Regions from separate parts of the Zea mays genome. Here region 1 is linked to region 2. A link is a contact called in public Hi-C data. All regions are on one chromosome and are shown on one strand. Each heading gives the region's core, a stretch centred on a gene start, on an enhancer-like site or on the middle of the called end of the contact. The rest is flanking DNA. Distances are from core to core; before and after follow the strand shown. Region 1 holds the start of LOC100284160 (mediator complex subunit 10 CG5057-PA). Region 2 holds the start of LOC100216563 (Ypt/Rab-GAP domain of gyp1p superfamily protein).

Region 1 (7,467 bases), core at 3,772-6,271, 150 kb after region 2:
CTAGCTAGTAGTTCTACTACATACGCGCGCAACGCAATGGCCTGCATGCAGGCTGTTGGAGGATACTACGAAATAAGAACCAGCAGCAGCAGGGGACAAATAGAAATCGGACGAGAACCGGAGTTTAGTCCGACGTCAGACGGTGTGTAGCGAAGGAGACAGCTAGCTGCGTGGTCCAGCATCGTCACCGAGTACTACACGCTGTGACAACGCACTGGACAGGGGGGCAGTGCATCCGTCACATCCGCTTGACAGTGCCTCTGCCTCACACAGTTTATTTTTAACTGATCGCGCGCTGGCCCCATTCACCACAATGCAACTTGATTGTTGGTCATCGTCGACGTGGCTGGCTGCGACAAGCTGTCGCGAGGAGCCTCCTTGCGGCGAGCACGGTGTGCCGCGCGTCGCGACACGGCGACCCTGATTCAGCAGACCCGCCGGAATTGCGACGCAGGCCGGTGGAAGAAGTGGAGCTCCTTTTCGACGGGGAATACAAATATATATATATATATATATATATATATATATATATATATATATATATATATATATATATATATATATATATATATATATATATATATATATATATATATGGACTATAGTCAGCTAGTCATCACCGTCTTGACTTTTCAGCTTATGGTCGTCACTGAGCTTAGACTCTTGTGGTAATTTCTCCATCGCGTGGATACCGGATTTATCTTCACCAGACATGTTCTTTGCTCTCGACCAATCCTTTGCTATCCTTCTCCTAACCCCCACGTGAACACATGGAATCTAGCATAGTAGCGCCCATTTTAAGGAGAGAGATATCATCAGATTTGTTTGGTTTGAACGATAATGTTGTCACCAAGACGCGTTCAAAAGATCTAACTTGAGAGGCACACTTCAGAGAATACACTATGACAAGCGAGCCTCTTCCCATTACCAGACTCGTCTTTTTGGCCGAGTGTTCCAGACACTCGGTAAAAAGCTATTTTGTATTTGGTAAAGCTTTTGCTGAGTATTAAAATCGGTAAATAACACTCGACAAACATCTTATCGACAAAAAGTTCTATGTCGAGTGTTTTTTGACAATCGGCAAATTAAGAATTGAAAAAATTCTAAAAATAATATTTTTAAAATTAGGGAAACAAAGAAATCACAAAACCCCAAAAACCAAAAAAAAATTACAGAAACAACCCCCAACCAGCATCATTGCCTACCAGTCGCCCTATTATTTTTCACCATTTTTTGAATGAAGGTCACCTGTTTTGCGGCCGGTGAGATTCGACATGCGTAACTTTCTCTACCACTTCACCCCTATGTGCACTTGTGTTTAGCTTACGTTTTTTCCCCACATACTATAACAACCCGAGAGTAAAGTGATTATTTGATGCAATAAATGAATTCAAATGAAAAAGTTGTTAACTGCAAAGCTGCACAACTCTTTTAGACCTACAACTTTCATTCTACTAGTTTTTTTATCCAATATCGTTTACAAAAAATGAATTTTAAACTTGAAAATATCAAACATAATTTTATATGATAAGATGATTTTAAATAAAAAAAACATTGCCAACTATAAAGTTACATAATTTTTGAGACCTACAGCTTTCATATTGGTGATTTTCCATCCGAGACCGTATGAAAAATTCGAAATTTGAACTCAAATATAGTTTTACATGACTATATTATTTCAAATTAAAAGGTTGTCCAATATAAAGTTGCATAACTTTTTGAGTCCTTCAACTTTCATTTTGGTGATATTTCCATCCGAGACCGTTTGAAAATTCAAATTTTGAATTCAATTATAGTTTTGCATGACCATATGATTTCAATTAAAGAAGTTATCAACTATAAAGTCTTATAACTAAGACCCACAACTATCATTTTTGTGGTTTTTTCCATCCGAGATTATTTTACAAAATCGATTTTTTAAAAAATTTGGACATAGCTTCTGTTGACAAGATAACCTAAAATCAAAAGGTTGCAAACTACAAATCTATAACTTTTGTAGACCTAAAAGGCTTGTTTTGGTTTTTTGGTTATTTAATCATCCAACATGGTGGTTCTAACATTATTCACAAACCTTATACATTTGTCTTGTAGTTTCATAAACTACAAGAGTGATATATAAGTTTTGTGAACAAGATGAATTTTGACTTTTGGTTAAGGAAGAGGGTATTATTCAACAATCTAAATCTTTGCTTTTTATGACGTGTTAAGTGTGGGTGCAATTTATTTGGTGGATTTAGTGGAGGTTACGGGTGTGAGAGTGATTTGGTTGAGTGGATTTTGCAAGTTTAAACTAATAAATTATATAGTGGTATAGATATAGATATATTCCATCAATACTAGAGTTGCTTTAACAAATTCTTTTATGTTTGATGGAATTTACAAAAAAAATATAAATAGTCATATACGAAAATATAGTATAATTTACGGTATGCCAATGACGCCAGTTTTTATATTATAAATCTTGTTGTTTTTTCTATATAGATAAAATTTAACTTAAAAGTGACTTAAAAATAACTCTTGGAATCACGATATATGTACCGCGGTCAAAAGCTACATGCCCACCTGACGTCGCTTCACGACGTTTACGTCAGCCGTGTCGTCTGGGCGGCAGGCAGTCTCTCCGATCTCTCGTTCTCGCGCACCAGCACCACTCCGTTGGTTGCGCGTTCACCTCTCATGCAGTGCAGTGGCGTGACGTCCACACTCCACGTACAGGCAGCAGAGCAGGTGGCAAACCGAAGCATCTGGCTGGCGCGGGCCAGGTCACGGCGGAAGCGGACATGACATCGTGCGCGCGCGCGCGAGAAGCCCATTCGAGCCCGGCCACCAAGGAACGAGCCGATCTGCGTGTAGATTCTGCGCTATCCGGCACGGTGGCGATCGATCGATGCGACCGCAGCACGACCGGTAAAATTATTGTAACCACGGGCGGGCGCGCGCAAAAAGCCGCGGATCCGATCGGGTTGCGAGCGAAGTATCGACGCCCGAATCGCGCGCCTCGGTGCTCCCTGCGCCGGCCGGCCAGCGATCCTGCGTCGTAGAAGAAAGTAGTGGCGACTGGCGGTGGCGGGGGCGAGTGCGCGCTCGACGACGATCTCCGCTGCACTCCTGGCCAGACGCGACGGGACGATGGTGCCACGCGGTACGGTCGCGCCATCGTCTGTGCATCGTAACAATAATGGAGTTACTTTCGCCGGACTGGACTGATCTCGCGCGGATGATCAGTCGGCGCGGCGCCTCTGTCGTCGTTCTCGGTAGGTACGCAGCAAGCATGCAAAGCAGTGCGCTGCTGCAGGTAGCTCCACGGTTGCTTGAACGCTTTGTCATGGCCGGCCGGCACGTACCATTACCAAGCAAGCTGCCCATGCCACGGCGGACCACGCTAGCTAGCCCTAGCCTAGCTTAGCTTAGCTAGGGGAGGGAGGGAGGGAGGTCGCGGAGGTGTCCCCCCCCTGCACTGTTTCGTCGGCACGCACACGTACGACGAGTGAGACCGACGAGCACACCAATCACGTCGGTCGGCCGGGTCGTTGCGAGTCGGCGTCCGTCCGATGGGCGCCCTATTTTGGGCCGCTTGCCGATGACACGACGCGGGCCGGCCCTGTGGTACAGCCTGTACGACTGTACGAAGTGGCATGGCGGTCGGGTACGTGACCAGTAGCCCTGACTGCTGGTGACCAGTTCGTGCGTCGGGGTCGGCCGGGCCAGCAGAGCAGCCGAGGGATGGGGAGTGATGGACGTCTCTCAGCCAGCCTCCGGCACACTGACACGACACGAGCGGTGAAATCATGGCATGGGCTCACGTTATCGGGCTATCGCTCACGTGCTGGTGCCCGCTGGCGCATGGGCTTCACCTGGTTTTGTTAAGCTCAGGCAGGTAGGTACTCCTCAGATCGGATCAACCTGTCTCCCGCCCTCTCCTCACTTGTATGTATGTCTCTGCTGTAAAACCGATACGCGAGGATGATCTCAGTGCATGATCCTCAGTTTCTCCTCCACCACCGCAATCGTCAGGATTCAGGAGTCCGCTATCAAACCACAAAGATTTGTATAAGCCGCTACAAGTTCCAAAATAAATTCTTAGAGATAGAAAAATCAAAATAATTTTTTTTTAGATTTTGTCAAAACATCTACAAAAAGCTTAAAACAATGGCTTTAGCTACATAAAATTAGAAACATTCAAACTGACACCTAAACATGTATCAAAAACTTCTCATAATAAAAAGATAACACACAACCAACATGAATGCTTATATCATTAATGCATGTTACCTTCATGATGGTTGAATCTTATATTTTTGTAGTGTTTTTAAAAAACACATTTAGGCATCAATTATAATTATTTATTTTCCTTTAGATTTTTGGTTTTTTTTATTTCCCTAGGACTAAATTTAGCTGTTTGATTGTTTCAAGCTTCTAGACACATTTTCACTAGATCTAATTATTTTTATTAGGTTCACCATATCCTAGTATATTTTTATATACTTTTTCGAAACTTAGAAGGTCACATAAATTTTATGTGAATTAAAAAAATGTTAATTAATTTCCAGTTCTTTCATTAAATACGTTAAAACATGTTTAAAGGCGGTGCAAAATAAAAAATATGTAATATAAATGATTTTAACTTTAAAGAAATAAATATGTCAGTTTGTGAAGTTTGAGGAGAAAAAAAAATCAGATACAACAATAATTCAGTGAAATAAAATGTACTTTTTTCGTTAAGTAATGGAGTGAAACGTCGATGGCTGTAAGCTGGCCTTCATCGAAGTCGGCCGCCTCAGCCCAACATTCAACATTGACTCAAACTATGCAAGCCCGCTTTACCACTCACTAGGGGTAGAAAAATCAGCATCGGGCCGAATTTGCGCAGCTTCCCAAGTGATGTGGCCTCAAATCGGAAGAAAAGCAATTGAAAAAACTTTGGACAAGCAAGCCCATTAGCCAACTCATGATTTATGAATGGTTCGGCCCGGCCCGAACCTTCGACGGTGGCAAAATAGCAATTTTTTCCCTTTCTCTCCGACCTCCCCCCGTTTCAATCAAAATGGAAAAAAGTTTCCTCCCTTCCCCTCTCTTCTGAATCCGGCATCACCATGCAGAACACCGTCGCGAACCCTTCCACTGCGGCCGCCGCCGCTGCGGCAGGGAACGGCGGCGTCCAAGCATCGGGGGCTGGAGGGGAGCGGCCGGAGGACGCGTCGAAGCAGAACCTGGCGCAGGTGACGAGCTCCATCCAGAAGACGCTGGGCCTGCTCCACCAGCTCAACCTCACCGTCTCCTCCTTCAACTCTGCCTCCCAGCTCCCCCTCCTCCAGCGCCTGTGAGTTTCGCGAGATCATTCTATTCGGTTCCTCCCTGTCCTACGGCTTTGCCTCACGCTTCTCTCTCTCTCTGTGTGTGTGTGTGTGTGGTTGGGGGGGAGGGGGGGGGGGGGCTGTAAATTTTAGCACTTAGGGTTTGCGTTGCTATTGACTGTTGTCTGGGTCGTGGCTTAGGAATGCGCTTGTGGCGGAGCTCGACACGATGCAGAAACTCGCCGAGGGGTGCAACATCCAGGTGCCTATGGAGGTCGTCAAGTGAGGTCCTTGATTTCATAGCTTCATTCGTCATTCGGCCCATCTTTAGCTCTTGCCCTGTGGTTCGTGTGTTGTTAGTTTGATCGACGATGGGAAGAACCCCGACGAGTTCACTAGGGACGTGCTCAACAGCTGCATCGTCAAAAACCAGATCACCAAGGGCAAGACTGACGCTTTCAAGGTATGGATGCATTGGATCCTCTCAACCATTGCAGAGATTGGTTGACATGGAGCTGCAGCTTCTGGGTACAATTAGGATTATAGACACACGTTTGCATGCAATGTAGACAATTTTGAACTAGGAGTTAGCTGTGGAGCCACAAAACTGTTCTGCTGTCTTACTTTCCATTAATGACGATTCTTTAACTTGTTTTTGTTTTGTTACAAGTTACAATTCTTTACGCCGTCCTCACCGGTGGTGGTAAATGGGCGCGCAAAACTTTGTTTGGGAACTACACACTGTAGATAGAGTGGAGTTTGAAATAGGTGATGAGATAGACCCTCACTGGTGGGATAGCCTTAGAAGGGCAGGCCTAGTGCAGTGGTGACAGCTGTCTCATTGAGTCACCAGGTCGTGGTCGAAGTGGTCTCTTCGCATTTGCGGGTGGAAGGATTGACTCGTTTGTCCCTTGCCCAGACCCCAGTCATGTGGGAGCCTCCTGTACTGGGTCTACATTTTTTACAACCAACAATTCTTTGTCAATTAAGGAAGATTAGATTATTCCATGCTATTTGAAATCCATGTTTCTTGTAATGAGTAATGTGCATCACTAAGACTGCCTGTCTGCCTAAGTGTATTTTTGTTCTTCTCTGGAGTCATGCTCATGTAATTTAGTTGCTTGTGATATAAGAAATTACAAGTTTTAGGGAATACTGATATGTGTCCCTGTCATGGTTTCTTGGATTTTAGAAGCACAGGGCTTTCTTTATCTTATTTGTAGACGGGCCTTAGAACCACCTATTTGATCCCGCTGATTTTTTTTATGGTTTCCTGTCTCTCTTTTGCCTTCCGCGGAGAGAAGCAGTCTGTCAGTTGTTAAAAACCATAATCATTTTTTTACAGTTATCCAGCCTTTTTTCATGAATTCCTATAATTTTCTCTAATTAAATTTAGGTGAGGCATGCCTCAAAGTTTCTGTAGACAGTACTGCTCATGCTGTAGCTGGCACTGTATTAGCTTGGTTTACTAGTCACTGATTTAGATATATGGAAATTCTTATGGATACTGTGCAAGGCATATGTGGTTGCAAGGTCCTTGTTTGTTTAGCCTTATGGTTATCAGTCATACAAAGTACAAACATTTGTAGTTGATCAGAGAAGTTTCTGGTGATCACACGGGCACTGTTTTATGTGAACACTGCATAATATATATATATAACTAAATTAGCAACTCTATTTTTTCTGTGTTTGATCTTGGAGTTAATTCACTTTTGTTGCAGCTGATTATAAAAAATATGAATTTGTTTCTTTGTTTGTTGGTTATTTCAGGGCCTACGGAAGCATCTTCTTGAGGAGCTTGAACAAGCTTTCCCTGAGGACGTAGAAGCATACAGGGAGATACGTGCTACTTCTGCTGCTGTAAGTGGACACACGATTGATCTTGTCTGATATTTTTATAGCATCCAAACAATATATACTTTCCTGTTTATTGAGCCTAATAATTTTTTTGTCATTGTTGATAAAATGATATCTCTAGCTTAATTTAGGGACAAAACCAACCTATATATATGGCATGGCCAGCACCCATGACGGGATAAAAACCACCAAGATGGCATGTTGGAGTCTGTGCGAGCTAGGTCTAGATTATACATGAGAGGGACAAACACAAACTTAGAACTAGATTGATTGTTCTTGCTCGCCTTGAGTTATACTTATCCTCTCCTTACATAGA
Region 2 (7,292 bases), core at 3,370-5,869:
GCTTAGTTCCTCGAAGCCCTTTCCTTGATATCTTCACCCTATCAAGCCATTCTTGAGTCACATCATATTGAGCATCCATTGAGAGAATCATTTCTTCAATATTGTGAACCTTGCTTGACTGTCTTCTAGATATAACCGTTAAGATCAATCAAGCTCTAGTTTGATTCTCATAGAAGCATATATGGACTGATAGTAATATGGTCAAGCCAATTCACGATTCCTCATATCTTATTTGCTTTGGCTTGACCAATCCTCTTAATCACTTCATCCTCTATTCTGATCATATGTATGTAGTGATTTCTCAGGTCTTGTCCATATATTCAAACCGATATAGAGATCATATTATATCCATTTGCATTGTCTCATTGGTTATTTAACCTCGTGTTGAATCTTTGTTCACTGATCATTATACACTATTCAAGTATGTTCATCATACTGAATTTCCTGTTCAACACTTAGCAAACTCGTTAGACCTTTAAATGTGTTGTTATTCAAATCACCAAAACTCACAAAAGGGATGAATGCACTTTCAGTTGTGCTCTTGTGTGCATGTTCTTACTCCCTTCCTTACTCTGAATTTGATTGTAATCTTTGTGTAAGGCGTGAGAGCCTCCAATCTTGTGGAGATCTCTCACAAACATGATCGAGATATCAGGAAGATAACCGTGGCACTCAAGTTTGATCTTTGGATCACTTGAGAGGGGTTGAGTGCAACCCTCAACCAAAGGAGGTCACCACAATGTGGAGGTAGGATTTGGTCGAACCACGGGAAAAAATCGTCGTGTCACTTGTCTACTTTCTTTATGGTGATTGTTGTCTTCCTTAGTGCTCATATTCACTTGCGATATTGCTTCTAGTTTAATACTCATATTAAGAGAGCAATGAAGTGAAGAGTTTATGTTTCTCTTCTCTTCTCATACAAACTTGGTTTTAGTTCTCACTAACATTTTTATTAGACCAAATTTGTGTTGTTTGAAGTATTTTTCGCAGGATCACCTATTCACCCTCTCCAGGTGTTCTCACCTAGTGGCTTATGTCCCTTAGTTCATGTATAGACATCGAGGATCACTTATAGGTAGCTAGGTGCATAGGCTTAGAGCCTTTAGCAACACAAGGGTCACGAAAGTTTATTTTGGTCTAGGGCCCTTAGCAGCGCAAGGGCCCCAAAAGGTTGTTTTCAGCCCTCGAGCAAAGAGCGTTAGAACCATTGCAGAGTTATTAGGCCCTCGGGAGTATGAATGTCCCAAAGAGGTGCTTCCATCTTCCTTAGTTAATAAAGTATGTGACACATCTAGGGCCCTTAATAGCGCAAGGGTTCCAAAGGAATGTCCCTTTGGCACTCGGATCAAGGGACATATCCAATAGAGCATCCAATACCCTTAGCACCATAAGGGCCTCGAAGGGACATCCCCCAGTCCCTAGACATCAAGAGCCTCAAAAACGGGGGACATAACGCTTCGTGATATAGCATGGATTCTTCCTACACATAATCTTAGGAATAACGGTAAACTTCCTTCTCCCGAGGGTCATCCTTGCTTATACTTAGCCATAGACTTTCTAAAGTACTTCCAGAACCTTTTTAATGCCTCTAGTATTAGGCAAGGAAACCAATGCAGGCCATTGGACTCTGGCTAGATAGTAGTGTAGAGTGAAGGGCAGACCAAGCCAAACTTAGTGGTCCGCCATGGTAGAGAAGATCAATGCCATAGAACTACATTTGAACCTTTTATTGGACTATTTAGCTCAAGATCTTGTAGATAAACATTGATTAAGTTTGCCCCAAGGGCTTACCAACTTAGTTTAAAAAGAATGTCAAAATTATAATACTCTAAAGTAGGGATCAAGCCCCTGGAGGTGTGTAGAATAAACTAACAGTAGTCTCTTGCAAGGATAAAATACTTGACTTGTAATAAAAAGGAAAGGAGATACTTATCCTTTGCAAGAATTCAGCCAACATGGAAATTTTCTTAGTGACCTTAGGTTTTTATTCCTGTAGTTTCGTATCACAAGATGTAAAATTCTTTCCCCGAGGCTATTTGAGGTCGATGTTGGACTCCAAAGCTCCAAGTCACATGACTTGATCACTCTTGCCATATCTTGAGCTTCAACACCTTTCAATGGCCACTAAAAACATTTCCAAACATAGGAGTGACCCAAACTCCAAATCGCAATGTACTTAACTCTTTGGGCCCTTTCATGTTCTGACTTTGATACTTCTACTCTTTGTTGTGACCATGACTCCACTTGAGCTAGTATCTTGAGCCTTATGACTTAAACCATAAACCATATGAATTACCTCGTTGGCTTTAAATCATGTCCATATGTTGTGTTCTTCAATGTACCATGTCTCTTCTCAACTCGATTAACCTTAACCGCTTGCAAGAACCTCTTCTTCTCCTTGGCTTTAGGCACCTCAATCCTCTTGTCCTTCTTCCTTGCTTTTAGTACCTCGAAGTCCTTCTTGCCTCCGCCCTTAGTTCAATGAACTGTCTCATGCACATTGAGACACACTTAGTCAATGTCCATCCTTTTCTTTGACTTGCTTATAAGCACCATCACAATCACCTTGTGTTGAACCTTTGAAGCTTTTCACTAAGTTTCTGTTCAACACTCAACACCTTAGTTAGTCTTTTAATTATGTTCTCACCCAAAACACCAAAATCCACATGGGACCTTTCAATATCTCCTTTTTGGTGACAGATGACAACACGATTAAAGGTTATAAAAGAATAGATTTAAAGCACAATTTTGAATCATATGATATAGAATGATCTCCCTAAATATGTACTTTCTTAGAACGACCAATTCATGCGTTATGGACTATTATCTTGACTATTAAAGTGTTGGAACTCGCTAACTCGCGGTCAGCCAAGCTCAAACAGTGGGAGAATAGGAAACAATTTGATGTTGTTTAACACAGAGTATTAGAGCAACAATGTTTTTTCGGTCCCTCACAATGGTGTTGTATGGGGGTATTTATAGGTAACCGAGGGTCGGCCCTGCCCCATCAAAGACGATTGTACCCTCGGTTACCTACGTTATCCCTGAAATATTCTCCCTTGGGGGTTACAGCTGGTCATTACAACGTAATTAATTACAAGCACGGGCTGATCCACTAACAACCCTACCCGCGTGGCGGCCTGCAAGCTAGATCTCACAGTGTGTGCCGACTATACATGGCCTCCTATTACAATTGACGGTAGATCGCATCACGAGGTCTTCGCAGTCTAGATTCTTTGCCAATGGAATGCTCGATGGTCTTCACTCTGGCCCGTTCTGGCGAAAGGAGCGCTCGAGTCTTCGCCCGAACTCTTTGTGCACTTCGAAGCTTGATCGCTCTTTAGGCCTTCGCGCTCTCGAGTCCTTAACGCTTCGATATTGTGATTTTTCGGGCGATGGGGCGTTGAGCTTTAGCCTCAACATAAAGCTTACTATAAGTTGTGCATGCGTTATGGACTATTATCTGGTCGTTTCAGCGTGACGTTTTAGAACCATGTCGCCTCAAGAAGCGGACGACCAGACCAGTTCAAAACGTCGTAGAAGTTTTTCGTATTTTTTCCCCAAAAGCAACAGGTTTTCGGGTTGTGTGGCGCACATCCGAGGCATTGACAAGATGTGATTTTCCACGAGCTAAATGTGTCGTCTAGGAAGTCAATCTGTCCCGTTTACGCCCATACCTTTGGTAGTAACCTCACACTTTAGGTGTGTTTGATTTTTAGGGACTAATTTTTAGTCCCATATTTTATTCCATTTTAGTTCTAAAATTGCCAAATATAGAAACTAAAATTTTATTTTAGTTTCTATATTTAGCAATATATAGACTAAAATAGAATAAAATGATGGGACTAAAGATTAGTCCCTAGAAACCAAACACCCCCTTTGTCTACCTACGCTGTGTGTAGAAATGGTAAAAAATATATCTCCTTTCTTGGATAATATAATAGGTGAAGATAATATAATAAGGCGGGTAATAAGTAAATGCCTAGGGATCGTACGAATTTTCCTGGTATTTTTTCCTAGCACGAAAAAAAATCGGAATCAGAAAAGTGCTGTTTGTTTCACGAAATGTAACGTAAAGGGTAATGGTAATGGTTTACACTCGATTACTGGCGGTAACAAGTTTGAATAGTCCGGTATCAATTTTTAGTATGATATCTGGTTACGGTTGGACTAAAACAAACATGATTTAACGTTATCACTTACCCATTACGTTACAAATATGTGAACCAAACGGTACCAGTTGCCTGTAGAAAAAAAAATCGCTTGTGTAGTCGTTGCACTTGCACAGAAGGTCACGAAAAATTATCACTAAAACTTCACCAAAAGTTGTCCTTGAAAGCCGTATAAAATTTCAGGAACGCAGTATTAAATGCTGGATGGAACATTGAGTGCCCTACAAATGCAAAGACACCCCGGCCGGGACGGGGCAGGTCTATCATCAATTACCCTCGTCACTGGCCTGTGGGACCCGCGGCGACAACGCCAAGAAAGACCCCACATGGCAGGTCCGAACAGGGGCCCTTCAAACGCGCACGGCACTCTCTCTCCGTTCCTTGTGGCTCGGCTGGGGTCTTAATTGGCGTCACATGCTCCCTCCCTACACTTTCTCCCCTGTGTCCCGTTGCTAAAAGCTTAAAGAGAAAAACCAAATCGGACAGTACTGTGGCCCAGCAGCGCGCGCGGGGGGCGTACGCCGGCGGCGAGATCCTGCGGTGGCGGGGGGATGGCGGCAAGGAGGCGGGGCCCGGCGGAGTGGTGGCGCTAGCGGAGTGCAGCTGCTGGGTGGGTGTGTGAGGGGTTTCGGGGTAGTTGGGTGACAAGGACATGAAGGCGCTGCGGCGATCCAGCACCTCGTCCTCCCCGTCGTCCTCCTCCTCGCCGACGGCCGCGTCCTCCCCGCCGTCCTCATCGTGGATCCACATCCGGTCGCTCCTCGTCGCCGCCGCGTCCTCGTCCTCATCCTCGTCGTCCTCCGCGCCGGCTGCGTCGGGGAGCGCGGTGGCTGTGGTGTCGGCTGCGGCCGCCGCCCCGTCTTCTTCCTCGCCGGCGTCGTCCTCGCCGCACTCGGATCGGTGGGTTTCTCCCTTCGGATGGGCGAAAGGAGGCTCCATTAGGGCTTGAAATGCCTCTCATATTCGGTTCTTGTTACATGAGCTTCATTTGGCTGCTGCTGATCTGGTTCCGATCCGTGGACCCTGACCGAGCTTGCTGTGTTGTAATCTGTGGTCTGGATGCAGCCTAGGTACTCAATTACTCAAATTAGGGTGTTCTATGTGCTCTTGGTGTAGTAATGATTTAGGTGACAGGATAGAGTAGAGGTTTACGTGGATGGATGGCTCTATGGCTCAGTGCACTTCCACGCATGTGCGAATCCACTGTCTCATCAATCGGTTGCCAAGGCCATAAACTAGTAACTTGAGTGTGTTTATCTTCAGTTTCAGTTGTGTCCTTAGTGACATGATGCTTCCCTTATGTGTTTCCGAATCTAATTAGGGTCTATGTGGCTTTACTTCTCGATCAGTGACACCTCTAGGGAGTAAGATCACGGCTTACGCAGTCTTCTGAAGCATTAGTTCGTATTGTTAGACTTGCATATTCTATTTGGTTGTTTATGTCTAACCTGTTTCAAGTAGTTCATCCAGGGACAATAAGACTGTCACAAGCAGTTGCCCAGTTATTTACAAGCAACCAGACAAAAGTGTTTCTGTGTTAAGTTCATTTGATAAACTAATCAACCTATTCTGTGAATTCTTTCTTTTTGTAACTCAGTCTATTTCTTGTACATGCTGTATTGAGTTTACTACTGTATGTTCAAATCTTGTTTAAGGTGTCATAATGAGGACTTGAACTTTAGATAGACCAATGGATGCAGTATGTGCATCACGTAACACTAAAGCATGTTACTGCACATTTATCTCTCAGTTGATATGCTGACACTATTGTTATTGGTCTATATGACTGGTTATGCCATCTGCTAAAATTATGCCCTTATGTTACAGGGGTGGTATTAAATCTCCATGGTCCCGAAGGAAAAGAAAACGAGCACTTTCTCGTGAACAGTGGGAGAGTCTGTTTTCAGCAAATGGGAAGCTTCGTGATGGTGGGAAGAAGTTTCTCAAGAAAGTTCGCAGCGGTGTAAGTACTGTGTTTATTCATTTTCCATCCGTATCATCCAGATATAGATTGAATCACGGTTGGCTATGCATTTTATGTAGTTAAAATGTTAAATACACAATCATGTCAATATCTCTTCTATTACTGACATAAATGCCCCTCTTTTTCTGTACCAGGGCATTGAGCCAAGCATTAGGAGTGAAGTTTGGCCCTTCTTACTAGGAGTGTAAGTTACTTGATATCTTTTACCCATCCTGTAAATTTATAACTGCTAGTTTTTTGTGCAAGTATAATATTATATTACACATATGCATGCCGTTATTGGCCTAGTGTCAATTCCCTCGTTTTTTCCCTTTTAAATTTGAATCTAGGTTGATTAATAACTGCTTTCTATGAATCAGTATCAGTTCAGTCTTTATGAGCCTCAATGCACTACTGGTAATGCCAAACTAGCTGTATAAGTGGTATTTACTAATTGTTTTTAACTAAGTTAAACTTGAACTCTGTATACATAAATTTCTTGGTGATAAGTACTTGTTTGTGTGGCAGGTTTTTCTTTTTAGAAACCCTTAACTGTTTAAAGCTGACAGTTAAATACTATCCTTTTGAGAAATATAACTTAGGGCTTGTTCGGTTAGGGGTGGATTGATTGGGATTGGAGGGGATTAAATCCCTTCCTATTAAATTTTGAATAGGGATTTAATCCCACTCAATCCCCTCCAATCCCCGTGCAACCGAACAGGTGAACAGGGCCTTAAATGTAATGCCACTAAATGTATGCTTACAGTTCTCTCACGGGATGTTTTGCTGTGTCTTATGGGTTCGTAACGACAGCTAGTGATTAGTGGTCGATGTGTGAGACTTTGGTGGTTAACACTCAAGACACAAGGGAGTTTATCTTGTTTGGGCATGGAGCTCTGTCCAGCAGAGAGTTGTTTCGTGTTAGAATGCTTGAGAGAGATTACAACAGGGGCAGGAGAAAGAGATGTTCTAAGGATCTAAGGTTTGACCATTGGGTCAATGATTTGACTGGCCGGTCTCCTTCTAAGGGCTCCCTTGGCCGTCCTTGTATCTCTGGAGGGCAAAGGGCGTACAAGAATTGGAGTTTCGCAGCTTCCTTGAACCTTTGAGCTGTCGAAGGTGTTGCTGCGCGTGGTCGTGGCCGAGAAGGTGTTAAC

Evidence for each region. A called contact is a pair of places that touch in the nucleus more often than the background predicts.
Region 1: a contact with region 2 is called in a Hi-C map of ear, with 2.6 times the contacts expected there. The contact joins the promoter of LOC100284160 here to the promoter of LOC100216563 in region 2. A contact is called at or near these places in 3 of 25 Hi-C or Micro-C datasets (ear, leaf and tassel) and 1 of 3 datasets of contacts at active chromatin or transcription factors (seedling).

The regions. Positions count from the first base shown.
Region 1 is chr2:201,440,584-201,448,050 of Zm-B73-REFERENCE-NAM-5.0, forward strand. LOC100284160 (mediator complex subunit 10 CG5057-PA) reads left to right here and starts at 5,022. Exons shown (of 5, transcript NR_182039.1): 1 at 5,022-5,320; 2 at 5,496-5,556; 3 at 5,655-5,757; 4 at 7,065-7,154.
Region 2 is chr2:201,294,909-201,302,200 of Zm-B73-REFERENCE-NAM-5.0, forward strand. It overlaps LOC100216563 (Ypt/Rab-GAP domain of gyp1p superfamily protein), which reads left to right and starts at 4,620. Exons shown (of 5, transcript NM_001399099.1): 1 at 4,620-5,072; 2 at 6,000-6,135; 3 at 6,291-6,340. The coding sequence starts at 4,825.